Linked DNA regions of Columba livia: region 1 is linked to region 2. A link is a contact called in public Hi-C data. All regions are on one chromosome and are shown on one strand. Each heading gives the region's core, a stretch centred on a gene start, on an enhancer-like site or on the middle of the called end of the contact. The rest is flanking DNA. Distances are from core to core; before and after follow the strand shown. Region 1 has its middle 77 kb from the start of TRMT9B. Region 2 holds the start of TRMT9B (tRNA methyltransferase 9B (putative)).

The links. Hi-C and Micro-C count contacts between places; a contact is called where the count stands out from the background.
Region 1: a contact with region 2 is called in a Hi-C map of crop, with 1.8 times the contacts expected there. The contact joins the enhancer-like site here to the promoter of TRMT9B in region 2. A contact is called at or near these places in 2 of 2 Hi-C or Micro-C datasets (crop and liver).

Annotation. Positions count from the first base shown.
Region 1 is chr4:29,988,468-29,995,359 of bColLiv1.pat.W.v2, forward strand. No RefSeq gene overlaps it. Among named protein-coding and RNA genes, the nearest start is that of TRMT9B, 77 kb to the left of the region's middle. Within about 2 kb of position 2,089, at least 3 of the 3 cell types and tissues checked have an H3K27ac peak away from gene starts, as active enhancers do.
Region 2 is chr4:29,910,307-29,917,088 of bColLiv1.pat.W.v2, forward strand. TRMT9B (tRNA methyltransferase 9B (putative)) reads left to right here and starts at 4,615. Exons shown (of 5, transcript XM_065060994.1): 1 at 4,615-4,688.

The DNA.
Region 1 (6,892 bases), core at 839-3,338, 76 kb after region 2:
TAGACTAAAGACACTACACTGCCTGAGGGAATTAAGTGGATAATCAAAAACATTTTGCGGTTTCTGCTGTTCCCACAGACCAAAAGTAGGGACAGAGGAAAATGAGAGATGGTAAATAAGCCAAAATGAAAACTCTGTGGAAAAAAAAGACTTTCCCATATCCAGCTAGAGGCCAACTGAAAGTAGCAAAGTGTTATGAAAGACAGAGTACAAACATAGGATCTACAGCTATGATCTGAAGTCCTTGCTTTCCTTTGTAGGAACACAGTCAGTCAGAAGAGATTAATGCTCATTTAAGTAACTATTAGAATTTTTAATATTTGATTCAGTACAAATCTTTGAATTTATTAAAGTTGTATTTGACAAATGGGAATGAAAACATGAAGGCTGATTCTGTAATGCAATGTGATTAGTTATTTTGATAGGCAAAATTAGATGTAAAGTCTGATCACTCTGTAATTGGAGTGCAGAAGCTTTTATGGGGTCATTAGTCTGGGATTTTAGGTAGGAAAACTAGCTTTTGGGTAGCAGTGCCTTAAACAGGCTTGGCTTACAAATAACTTCTCAGGACCTAGGTATATGTATAGGTGACTTCAGATCAAGTTGTATAGCCATTATCAAACCTAACAGCCAAATCTCTGGGATTTGGGTGTGAGTGGCAGTGCTGGTAGTATCAAGTTTTATTCTCAGCTACTTACTGTATAAGCTAGTTCTCATTTAAAGTACCTATAAGATTATCTCTGAACACCCACACGCCACTCATTTGAGACAGAGGAGCAAGGCAGAGAAATATGTATTTTCTGGGCCAGGATCTGGCAGTTTAGATAACTTATTTTGGAAAGTACAGAGGAAGGTACTGTGAGAACGGATGTGCTGTTCTAAGGAAGTGGATACAAGAGCCTCTCACTACCAGGGAATTATATTTAAGAGATTTGGTCTGCAAGAGAATCCCCTCTGTTTAATTCCTTTCCAGCTGGACCTTGTAAAGTGATTTCTCAGCAAGGCTTGTAAAACACAGCATTGTACCAATCGCTTCTATTAGTCACAAGCACATATGGGTGATGGTACCTACATCAGGCTGTGGGAACTCTGCAGGCAGCTAAGCTATGTTTGGCATTTGTCTTCCATTGCAAAATCCCTTCACAGATGCTGAACATTAAGCGACCACTGAGACAAGAGTCTAAAGCATCTACAAATCCCAATGACAAAGCAAAATTGTCTTCCCATTCTTATTGTTAGTCACACTACATGATATCATATTATGAACTTCTCTAAGCCCATTAGAAATAAAAAATTAGGAAAAAAATATTTTTCAGTTCTTAAATATTTACACATAAGTCATTAATAAGGGAATCCATAATTCTTGTTTAGTAGCAACAATAACTCCAGAAGGCTGATAGTTTTCAGAATAAATTTATGTTTATTTATTAGCACTTCAGGGGCTCCCAGAGCTGTGTGTTACTGATCTGCTCAATGTGAGGGATGTACGGACTCCTTCATTAACCAAAGAACCTGCATATATTTAAAATGGATTGTTGTCGATTGTCCTGTCTGTGATTATACTGAATATTTGTATACACTAATAAAATAGATATAAAATGCAGGAGATCTGGTAATATAGTTGTTTTCTACAAGAACGGTAATATGTTCAAAGTCGATTTAAATATTGCCTAAAATGATTCACTCCGCAGAATAAGAGACAGAAAAGCTTTAAATTTCCACTAGGTGTCACTCAATCTATTTCTTTGGTCGAACAGGATCCATTCGCAGAAGAGAACTGAGAGAAAAATGCAGCTGCAGCACTGCTCTAAAAATAGTGTGGTGGTGGGATTTTTTTTTCTTTTCTTTTTGTGAGCACCAACCAGAAGTATTTTGAAAGAATGAGTCCAAATGAATTACTTCTGTGTCTTAATTGTGCCTCTGCATTTTCTTGGTTTCTTTACATTTTCCATTTAACAGCAGTCAAGAAAAACCTCACAAACGCCAAGCCTGACACAGCTGATCCATGAGTAAGCAATTCCAGGGAAAGCCAAAAGCAGGAGACAAGGGAAGGGGCAGGAGAGCAGGACACAAGGGAAGGGGCAAGCTGGCTTTGCCTATGGGGACACCACTTGGTTATTTCATGTCAGTCCTGAGCAGACAGCCAGCAAGATTTGACCCTTTCAAGGGGAGGGTGCTTGAGATACCTCTCCTTGCAGTGGAAAACAGAATCCAACACCTTTCAAGGAAGCTCCAAAGCATCAACCCTTTGAACTGTCATTGCACTAAAAGAAGATAGCACCTTTCACAGTGCAAGGCATGGTGAGGTCCTTGGGAAAGGTCTTGAGAGTGCAGGAAGATTGCAGAAGCATGAACTGGGAAATGATTGTCAAAGGGAGGAGAGAAGAAAAGACAGATACAGAGGGAGGAGTGTGTCAACATGGATGTGAAAAAGCAGGCCAGGCACGACTGTTCCAAATAGTAGCCTTGGCCCTGTTTTGCTGGCCATAATGGCAGTTGAAGATGGCTGACTGCTCCTTGTGTCAGACTTGGCCAGACCAGAGCTGCTCTGGGGAAGGCAGCACCGAAAAGGTCTGCAGGAAGGGAAAGATGGTGCAGAACAAAACCTGCTGACTGGACAAAGTGAACCACCGCATGCTGCAGAAAGCACAGGAGGAAAGAAAGCAAAGAACATTTTCAGCCTGGCTTCATGAAAACCAAACAGGCCATTTCTTGTATGAGTCTGTCCCAGGCACATAGTTTCTAGGAACATTTCACATATACAGCTGATCTGAACAGATTACATTCCCATGGACCACAATTCCTTTCATTACCTACTGTGCCCGGGTAGATGCACTAGCACGTGTAAATCAAGACTTTTGATCTCTGAGGCTCTAAAACCATTGCTCTGAGAGCTGCAGGGTCCTTCTCCACCCCAGCTCAGTGAAGACTGGCAGGGTACCTGTGGGAACAGCAATCTGAGAAAATCTGATCAAGGGCCATGATGCAGAAGTCAGAGATATCTGTTAAAAGCAAGCAGTAGCTTTGTGCTAACAATTCAGTGTATACCCCATGTTCAACAGGGAAAGAGTTAAAGACTAATTGTGCTCAGCCAAGATGAAGCCCTCACTGGAGGAACTGGTGAGCAATGGCCATACGGATGGCAGAGGGGAGGGACAGGCTGCCCAGAGAGCTGGTTGGTTTGGTCTCTGTTTTGCTTTGGGTCCGTGGCTGCTGGGCTGTGTGATCTGGCAAAGCAGAGACCCAAAAGGGATGACCAGTGTGGTTTTTTGTTGTCCAGCCTGTATTTTCTATACTGGCATCAGCATCAGTCTTGCCTTTGCAATCCCTTGTTTTACTCCTCATAGAGCTTTTTTTTTGCCTGCTGCAAACAACTTTTTCTGTAATCCACAGAGGTCTCTTACCCTAGCAGAAAACCCATTCTTTCACACGCTCTCCACTTCTGTTCTTCACGTTATCTGTGTGGTATTTTCTGAGTTACTCCTCTTGTGTGCTGAGTTGCCTCTTTTCACCACTGTGCAGCTCTCCCATTCACCCAGCCATCAGGTGACCGTTACAGTGATGAGAATGTTATTAAAATAACCTGGTAGAGGAACTAAGACGTCTTTTAACGTAGATCCTCCCAAAACTCTGAAAACTAGATTATGATATTTGTTATTGCATTGCTCTTTGTTGTTTAAGTATTGGGTTTGGGCCTGGATAAGTACAATGGAGAAAGAACATAATGTTTTTGTGGGTCTGTTTGTGCAATTTTACAAGACACACAGAATGGGCAAACTGGAATGCAGCCACAAAAATCCTACTGGCTTCTTGATTTGATATCTTCCCTCTGAAATACCCAGGGCTGTATCATATTTTACATAACAAAAGCTGGACTGAAGCAGCATTGCTGGGGAGATGTAGTTGGAAGAAAACTAAGCACCACTCTGTTCTTGTTTGTCAGTGGTGGGGCTGGCAGAGGGCTCAGGGCACTGGAGCCAAGGGGGTACCTGGGCCACCTCCTGGAAGCAGCAGCAAGGCTTTGCAGGAGGAACTGGCAGCCAGGTGTTCAACATCTCTGTTCAGCAACTGTCCATCTCTGTTCAGAACTGTCATTCAACAACTCCCTTCGCCCATCTTCATTCAGCTCAGCTTCCCTGCTTGTAACATGAGAATAAAAACAGCTCCTCTCTTCACAGTGTGCCTTCAAGCACCAGGAGCCTTGTAGTGTAACCTTAGGGAGTCAATAAAGAATGTTAAAACTGTGTCTTCTTGCTCATGGTACTATAGTAAACAGCAAGTTTCCCCATTGGATCAGACATGGATGAAGGCTCCGCTTAGAAACATCCTGATTTGGAAGGTGTTGGCATTCTTGGCATTGATTGCTAAGAAACATATTCAGATGTTTCATATTGAAACATATTCAGATAATATTGTTAATAGCAATCTTTAATGTTGTGCTAGCAATCTTTAAAGCCATGTATCTAATACAGACTCTGCTTGGGAACTGGCCAGGAACTGGCTTCTGCTGTCCTGCCACTAAGCTGCGAGTCTGTGAATAGCTCATCCTCCAGCCAATAGGAGGTTGTTTTTCCTGGTGTGGTATTATAAACGTGGGAGGTTTGGGACCTGAGTGTCACATGTGTCTTTGGGGACACTCTTGTGTATGAGCTGGAGGCTCTAGTTCAGTGCTACCTTTCCCTCTGTCCTCCAGTTAGTTAGTTTAGCTCTTGCATATCTCTTCTTCAAGTCTTACACTTTTCTTCCTTTAGTCTGATGTGTTTCAAATCAAGTCCATACAAATTTTTCAGCCAAAATGGTCTTAGAGCTTATTGATATAGAGGTGTTGGTTTGTGACAGTGCAGGGCTGGAGGATGCACTCAGGATGAGCCAGAATCATCCGTGGGGGACTTCACACATATGTTATCGTAGGATTTGGCCTATAGCAAGCCTACAGGAACCAAAACCCAACAAAACTAGCTGATTGTGTTAAAATTGCAATTCTACTCAAGACTGATGTTTCTGGTGCTATAATCAGTGCTGCTGTTGTACTGTTCTCTCTCCCTGCTATTTGCAAATATCCATTATTTCTAGCTCAGCTGTGTTTTCTTCCCAGTTGACAGAAACCTTGGCAGTTACATATGGGAATAAAATTTGGGAAATGCTACAGTCAAATTTTGTTTTGCTGTTGAAATACTCACCTCTGTAAAATCATTCCAGAAAAAAATGTTTTTATTGATGGTGTTTTATTTATTTGCTATTTCTATGACACGCACTTCAGAAATTTAAGAACCCTCCTTTGTTTTTCTGTGTGTATCCAGCTTGTTCCCAAGGAACGGGGTGGCTGCACACTTGTTTGAGATGGAGGGGTGGGGGAAGTGCTGGCTCCCTGTGCCTGTCCCGGGTTTAACAGATGGGAGCTACGCTTTCCATGTACATCTGTGGAGCTATGGAAGTAAAACTGCTTCCCAGAGAGGTCTTCAGGGTAACTGCTTTCTCCTGCCGAGATGCTGAGATGGAAACGCTTGCTGGCTGTTTTCCCTTGAGGATGGTGCTCTGTCCTTGTACAGAGCAGCTTTCTAATAGCTGACTTCCAGTGAGCCTCTGAAATGCTGAGCAGCTGAAAACCCATCAGATGCTTCTCACTGTATGGAATATTGGCTGCTGGACAGAATTACTGATCCTTAATTACTGTGTCTGTACAGACTGTGATCTGCCTGCAGCCATAATCAAATATAAAAAGGCCCTGAAACAAATCTATAGACCAAGTTCCATAATTATGTAAAACCCTGACAATTGGGAAGGCATGCCAGCACAAGTTATTAATGCCACCATATTTTTATCATGTGAATATGACTGTAGTTAGTGATGGTTAGGGTTTCTGGACATGGCACTGCAGCCACAGAAACAAGAAGCTATTTCATCCAGCCATGTGCATATGACACTGAATTTCATACTTGTAATTCTGTGATGAAAGGAACTCACTATACTTGAGAAGGAGAAGGAAGAACCTTTTCTCAGATTTTTTTTTGAACAACTGTAGTGATTTAGAGACTGTAATTCCCTGAGGTATCTGTGCCTCAGCTATAAATACCCTCTGAGCTAGCTCAGCAGGTTTTTCTGGACTGGGATTAATTTACAGGTGTTGCATTAGACTCTCACAGCGGACATATTTCTTATTCTCTGTGGAGCACTGATGAGGAAAAATGATCAAGGGACAGTGGGGTATATTCTAATGAGCATCTTACTCCATTGCTATTCTGTATGCTTCGGGGAGCTTCCCAGCTGTCCCAGAGCTGAAGGCCAGAAGACAGTGTCTTGAGGAAAAATGTTTGTTTGCATGGAGAGCAGAGAGTAAAATAACAGCTAGTAATGTTCCTTTGTCATTGTATGTGGCTTGTTTTAAATGTTTTTAGAAGTTAAATCTAAGTAAAGCTGACCACAACCAACACCCACACCACCCATACCATTGCGAAGTGGAAGGAGGGACCTGGTAGAGGTAGATGTGCTTTCAGCTGGAGCCAGGCATCTGCCCAACTTGCAGATATATTTCCTGCATTGAAAGAGAGCAGGGCAGTGGGACAAAATGTGGATTTAGGTGTGTAGGTATCAACCAGATTAAAGAAAGTCAGAAATATTGTCCTGAGTGAGGATGTGGCAGAAAATAAGTTAGTCTTAATGTAAGATTGGGTTTTGCATAGTATTTTCCCAGAGAAGAGTTGCTGTTGCTGAATGTCCTCTCCCATGTTTTCTCCCTCATTTTAAATGCAACAGGATTCAGTCCTAAGACGCTGCAGTATTATAACGTGCACAGAAGAGTGTTAAATGTAATTGTTGAAAAAGCTTGGCTTTGAGGAAATTGGTGACTACTAAAAGCACAGGATGAGTCAATTTGGAAAGACGTGCCACGAGA
Region 2 (6,782 bases), core at 3,365-5,864:
AATGGTAAATAGTTTGTGATAATGAAAACACATTTGTTTGTCATAGATCGTGTTGGTCTTCCACTGAAACACAAAAACTCTTGTAACAGGAACACTGATGCTATTGGTGCATTATTATTTCATGTTTCAATTAAAAACAATTTCTGATGATGTTAAGAATAATTTTAATATTTTTTTTTTTTTTAGTTGAACAGCTTGCTGGATATACTCCTTTATTCGTTTCCATTCAGATCCTTCTAGGAAAATTACAAAGACTAGCATCTTTAACATAAAATTATTATTATATTTACCAAGTCCTTTCAGGCATCTGTGCCAAGGGGAGAGAGTAACTTTTTGAATTTCATTTACCCTCTCCTGGTTAGCCACTTGGCTGCTAACAGCCAAATGAATATTCATTCACAGAAAATGAATATGATCTGGTTGTGAATAATGTCTGTGTTGCACTTAGAACAGTCATATCATTTTTTTCCAGTTCTGGAATTGCAAATATATCTTCAGTTCAGATATCTATACTATGCTTCTATTATTGGCGTGGCTACATAGAACTTGACAAACTCAGGAGCATGTATATAATATGGACATACCTAGAAAAAACAAACAAACAAACACAAAACAGAGCTGCTTCCCTTATTATCTTTTAATTATCTGTAAAAGAATGTTTTGTATTTGTTTTTTAGGTATATCTTTACAGATAATGCTCTACATTAAATTATTTTACAAAACATATTGGAAATTTTAACCAACAAAGCTATTCATTAAATATGATGCAGAGCTGCTTTTGCACTAATGAAATGTTGAAGGTCGTCTCTTATAGCTAAAGTGCATTTAGGTATAGGTTCTAACTCATAAAACACACTATGGTGTGAGACAACTAAAGTTTCTTTATATATTATATGCAGATGTGCCCAGGCAAGAAAATAAAAAGTTGATCCATCAAACAGTGTCAGCTATTATTTTATTTTGAAGCAAAAATTCAGGTCCATGCAGGTTGTCCTTGTCAGGAAAAGGATGAAATCCTGTGTCTTCAGGGTGATCGCCCTATTTATTGACAAAGAATGAAAGAAAAAACAGAAATCCAAACCAAACCCAGAAAACCAAAACACAACTGTTTCCTTACAAGAAGGTTGTGGTTTTTGTTGTTGTTTTTGTTTTGTTTGTTTGTTTTACGATTTCAAGAACTCCAGTCAACACCTAAACTGAAAAAAGTAGTTTCTTACGATAATCCTATGAGATCACAGTTTTACAGGATCATTGTTTGGTGGGAAAGCCCTTTCAATGGTTGTTGCTCTTCCCTACAATTTCCTCTCAGGTTCCCTTTCTGAAGCCGTGCTGTGGACGTGATTTACAACAAAGATGCGGGTGGGAATGATCAGCTGGGGGCAGCAGAAACAAAGCAGCAATGGCTTTAGCATGGATTTACAGCCTGAATGCTTTTATAGCTGCATTTTGACGTTCCATTTCCTTCATATTTCTAGAGTCTTCTTCTTTTTCTACCCCTCTCTCGCTGAAGCAAAAGCTAGAAAAACCTGTCTTATTCTAATGAGATTTAATATAACCTACCTTTACTCTTCTATACAAGACCTGTTCCTCTCTGTTAATGTTAGAATTTCCATTGCCTTTCACAGAAATGCCCTATTTCCCGGTAGAGACTACAGTCCTCCAGAAGCTACTGTTCAAACTCCTCAATCTGACAGAACAGAGCATCTCCCATTTCCATCTGTACCTGCAAAATCAATCTCGTTCATATTAGAGAAGGATGATGCAAGTTTTGAATAGATAACGTGATGACAGATGCATAAAGGTGGATATCTCTGGAAGTAACCCCAAACCAAAGCCAAAAACAGTGAAGTATGTTATTAATGGTGGTTTGCATTAGACAGGACTGTCTAGGTCCACATAGAAGAATATTCACCCTGGATCCCATTGGCTACATTTGGTGTCCCTCTGGGGACGTAAATTTTTAGCTTGTGCTTTTTCTGCTGAAAATGCCTGCAGTTGAGTAAGGTTGTGGCAGGGCTGCCAGAGTGACGTTTTTGTGAGATGATACCAGAGTTGTGTACTGTGTGCATGAAGCATGATACATGAGGGTGGTAGAGATGTGTTTGAGAGCACTGTGTGCTGAGGAGTCTATTGAAATAGCATTGGAGAACTGCAACTGTGTAAGGAGGAAAGAGCCAGCCCTGCTGTGATCTTGTCTGTGCTATGCTTAGGTTAAAGTCCTTGGAAAAATTATCTCTAGACTGCACTCAAGCTTGGTCTTAGAGGAACTAGTCAGTTTGCTCCACATGAGAGCCTAAGCAGAACTCAAGCTGAGAGCTTGTATCATTTGACGATATAAATGAAAACATGCACATTTCAGCTGCAAGAAGTATCTCTAGTATTTTCTTTGTCTGTGACTGCAAGGACTGATTAATAAAGAACATCTGACATGCTAACAGATAATTTCATGAAGATGAGGATATTCAAAGAAAAATGTGTCTAGGGAATATTCAAAGAGATCAAAAGCTTGTTTTCTTCATAATGCTGTTAGGCACTGAAACTAAAACAATAAATTTTGCATCAAAGTATCACCCTGTCTCATTGCAGCATGGAAACCAATCTGATTTACAGCAAGGTTCCTGAACTGCTGGCCTGTGAACTGTCTGGCCTGAAGGATGAATCTTCTCAGGCCTGTATGATTTTGATGCAGTTGGGCTGGGCATCTGGTTCTGCAAACTACTGCTGAGCCTATCCATCTCCAGGACATGATAAACTTGATTTTTAGGACACCTAAACCCCTACCAGGCCACAGTTCTCAAAATGTTAGGCGGTCCTGATTTAGAAAATAAACAATGCAGAAACAGCTTTTTCTTTTAGATGAAAATAATATAAAACCAGAATAACGGTCTATTTGGCACTTCATTCTGTAATATGAGAACCTACATAATATAAATCATATTATACATTGACAAAACCCAATAACATATATTGTATGGACCTGTAAGAGAATAAAATAGAAATAATAAGTATAAACATTTAAAAAATCAATTATAACACAACACTTTCATTGTATTTCATAGGAAATATTGAGACTACTTAGATTTGTTCTGAACTGGAATGAGGTCAGATTTTGAAATGCCTTTGTTTCCCATGAAGTGGAAATTCAAAGTGCTGATCAGCTCTATTTTTGGGGAACTTTGTAACTGATTAGATCTCAGACTAATTAGATTTTTTTTTTTTTTTTTCAAAAGTCCAGCAAAGGAAACTGTCATTTTGAGTTCCTGAAATTAGTTGCTGTATGTGTGAGGCGGTTTGTACGTCTTTGTAGTCAATCTACTCTTAAGTCAATCATCTGTATGCATATGTAAATTTGTCTTTGTTGATTTTTTTTTTACCCAATCATAAATAATAAATACAGCAAACGTTGCTTTCTTTATGGCTTTTACACCTACCATAATCTACACAGGAGAAATCATGCTAAAACTGGAGTTCTCAGAAAAGTCAGAATTCTGAACTATTAGGCTGTCATTACTTTGGATGTCCGTGTAATGTACAAGGGTATGCATGATTAAGTGAAAATGACTGGGCTAAAACCTTCTGTTCTGACTGATTTACCCGATTAGACTGCACACGATTTTCAAGGTTTGACCTTTCAGCCTGAGCTTAGATAATCACGTTGACAAGATTGTTAAAGGTGCTACTGTGCAGTTTCCTTATTATAGCCAATGTCAGAATGAGTTAGGAGATTTGTGTTTACATGCTTTCAAATTCTGATTAAATGAAATGTAAATCTCAAAACTTTCAACTAGTGTTTCACGTTAAAATTTATCTTTGTCTATAGCATAAGAAGAAAACTGCATCTCAGTTTAGTAAAGTACAGGCACGTCTTGTGGGCATTTTTGCATTAGTGCATCAGCATGCCTCTGTGGATCTTGTTATTGCTCTTACCCTGAAAGAGTAACCACAGCCCCCAAAGAGTCTCTGAGTGAAATTTAGCCAATGGAAATGGAACTTGGAAATACTTGCAAAGTATTTTATAAAAAATTTCAGTGTGTTGAGGATTCACCGACTGTCCTGTGTTGCTAAAAGAGGAATTGCCCTTTTCCAAGCCACAAAGGCCAACCCTATGTCTTCATCTGACAAACCAGTCATGTGCTCAGGCTCTGAAATAACCTGTGGTGATGTGTTTTACTCAAAAGGACAGCCTAGTGAAAAGTTCTGATAGCTTTTCGATCTCAGGATCCACACTGTATCTTTGCCCTTTGCAATCTTTGAGAGAAACATAAGGAACGTGTCAGTTAACGATTTGGAAGTGCATAAGGTACATCCATTTTTCATACAGAGTAAACTCTTGCCAGGAAAATTTAATAAAGTAATTTGCTGAAGCAGAAGAATGTTGATAATGTTGGATGCATTCAGCATACCTAACCGGCACACAAAACTGGCAGCTAGTTCTTTTTCTAGATAAACAAGGGATCTTAGACCTAAATGTTCGAGTGATTCACATGTGTCTACATTAAAAAATCACACATATAGGATATCATCACCTAGGAATTAAAAAGAAAATGATCCCCATGGTATCTTAGAAGGCATCTTAGAAGATTTTCTTTTTGTGTTTCTATCATTCCAGGTTTTCATCTGCAATGGCAAAACTGTGTTATAGAAAATTCCTGTCAAACAGAATTCTGTGGCAAATGTTTTACCCTCAGGTAATATTAATTCATAAGAAACAAAGGCTTTTTCTGAAAGAGGATGGTTCTGCTAAGCTGTCTTCTAGACTGTTTGATCTTCAGTTTCTCTACAATATTATTGTTTTGAAAATTGGGTTTGTCTTAATTATAATAAAAAATGGTCAAGACTTGGAAGAACTGATGAAATTCTCAGTTTTGACTGAACTAATCCAATTACCTATTTTGGAGACTTGGAAAAAGAAGAAAGAGGGAGAGATTTTTAATTCAATTTTTTTTTTTTTTTCTTTACATTAGAGTTTTTCATCCTGTTGTAGTTTGAAGGTTCATCTTAGCATCAAAAGTACTTCCAGGACTGTCCTGAGGTTTCCAAATGATGTGACAGATCTAGCTATGTAGCTTGCAGGCCACTGAAACTGTCAATGAAACTTTTGCCATTTTCCTGTTGTAGCCATTATTCTTGCATCTCTACAGTGGTGATGTGGTTGAGGAATGGCATATGTGAATATTTTGTGTAAAATCTTGTTGTGTTGGTCCAGTAGGATCATTGCAGCTAGGATATGTGAGGGCCATGACAAATGAAGAGGCCTAAGTTTAGAACTACTGAATTTTCAGAGCTTCTGTAAGGGCCAGATCTTCAGCTGATATGAATGAGCAACTATATTGACTTACTTCAAACTATATTGGCCCTATATGAAGATCTCAGAAGATAATGGTGTTTAAAATTCCATTATTCCATTCCAATTATTGTGAGAAATAACTGATAATCAGCTTTTTCTGATCTAAAATTAGTTCAGTAAGGAAGCTGCAACAAAACTGAGATCAGGATTTCAAATAATATTGGAATATGTCAGTATACTTATGTGTGTAGAATTGGAAATAAGGATTAAAAATGATATAACTATGCATATATTGTGATTACAAAGTAGGAATGTGCAAATGTGTAATATAAGAGTTTTCAAATATTTGTTTTTCTACTGTATGTCTATGGCAGAACATGCTGCCAGAAAAAGAAAAAATTACTATTTTTTTATGTTCCATCTCATGCAAGAATGCATAAAGCCCAGACTAGAAGTCAATTGTAAATTAGATCTAGCTGATATAATAAGTGGCAAATGAATGTGCTATGTCTAGAATTTAGTAACATGTAATAATCTGTAAATTCATAATGAGTATTTTCATATAGCTGTTTGTTTTATAAAGCTCTGGCAATCAAACTATTTTCTTACCAACTTAACCCATGGCCTTTCAGGTAATCCAATGTGTTTTTGAAGTCCCTCTTTCTTTTTCTTGTAGGTGGTACTGTATTGAAAGGGTTTTGATATTATTACTGGAAATTCCAATCTATTAAAGTACATTTAGTTTTTATTGTGTTATTATCCACATAATCATGATATGATTTAGATTTTAATACTTTACATGCTCGGACAGCTGGCTGACAAACATAAATCTTTTCTAATGCAGGAAGATGGAAAAGATAGCAAATCAAGCAAAACAAATAGAAACAGCCTTAGAGAAAACTCCCTGAGAGGAGCTGCTAAGCCTCTGCTTTGTTAGACTTTGTTCTCTTCTGTTTTGTTGGACTGTATCTACTGTGGACTTACATATATATATGCATAATTAAATTGTGTCAGATTAATTATAATAAAAGCCTTATCTTAGCATCTTGCAACTGTAATCTTTACCTATTTTAGGTTGGATGATAACTTGGTGAAATGCCTAGTAATTTGGGAGATAAGTGATTTAAGTGCTAACTTTGTAATATCCAGATTATTAAAATATTTTCAATGATCAAATAACCTTGATAGATTTAAGTAACCTCAATAGTCTGTCAAGCTGGCAACTTTAATCGCTTAGCGAGTAGCTGAATTGAAATGGAAGCACACTGTGCAAGTTTCCAGAAAAGGCTGATTTCATTGACATAATTTCTCACTCCTTAAATTGCTGGGATATGGTGAGCACAGTGAGGTGGGTATTTGTTTGAGCAGCTGCTGCCAATAATGTGCTTGTCTGAACGCTGTGCTACCTGCTGGAAGTTCTGTAATCATATTACCACAGTATGTGCTTTCCCTTGGAGGTGAGAAAGCTGTAAAGCCCTAAACCTTGGATCAACTA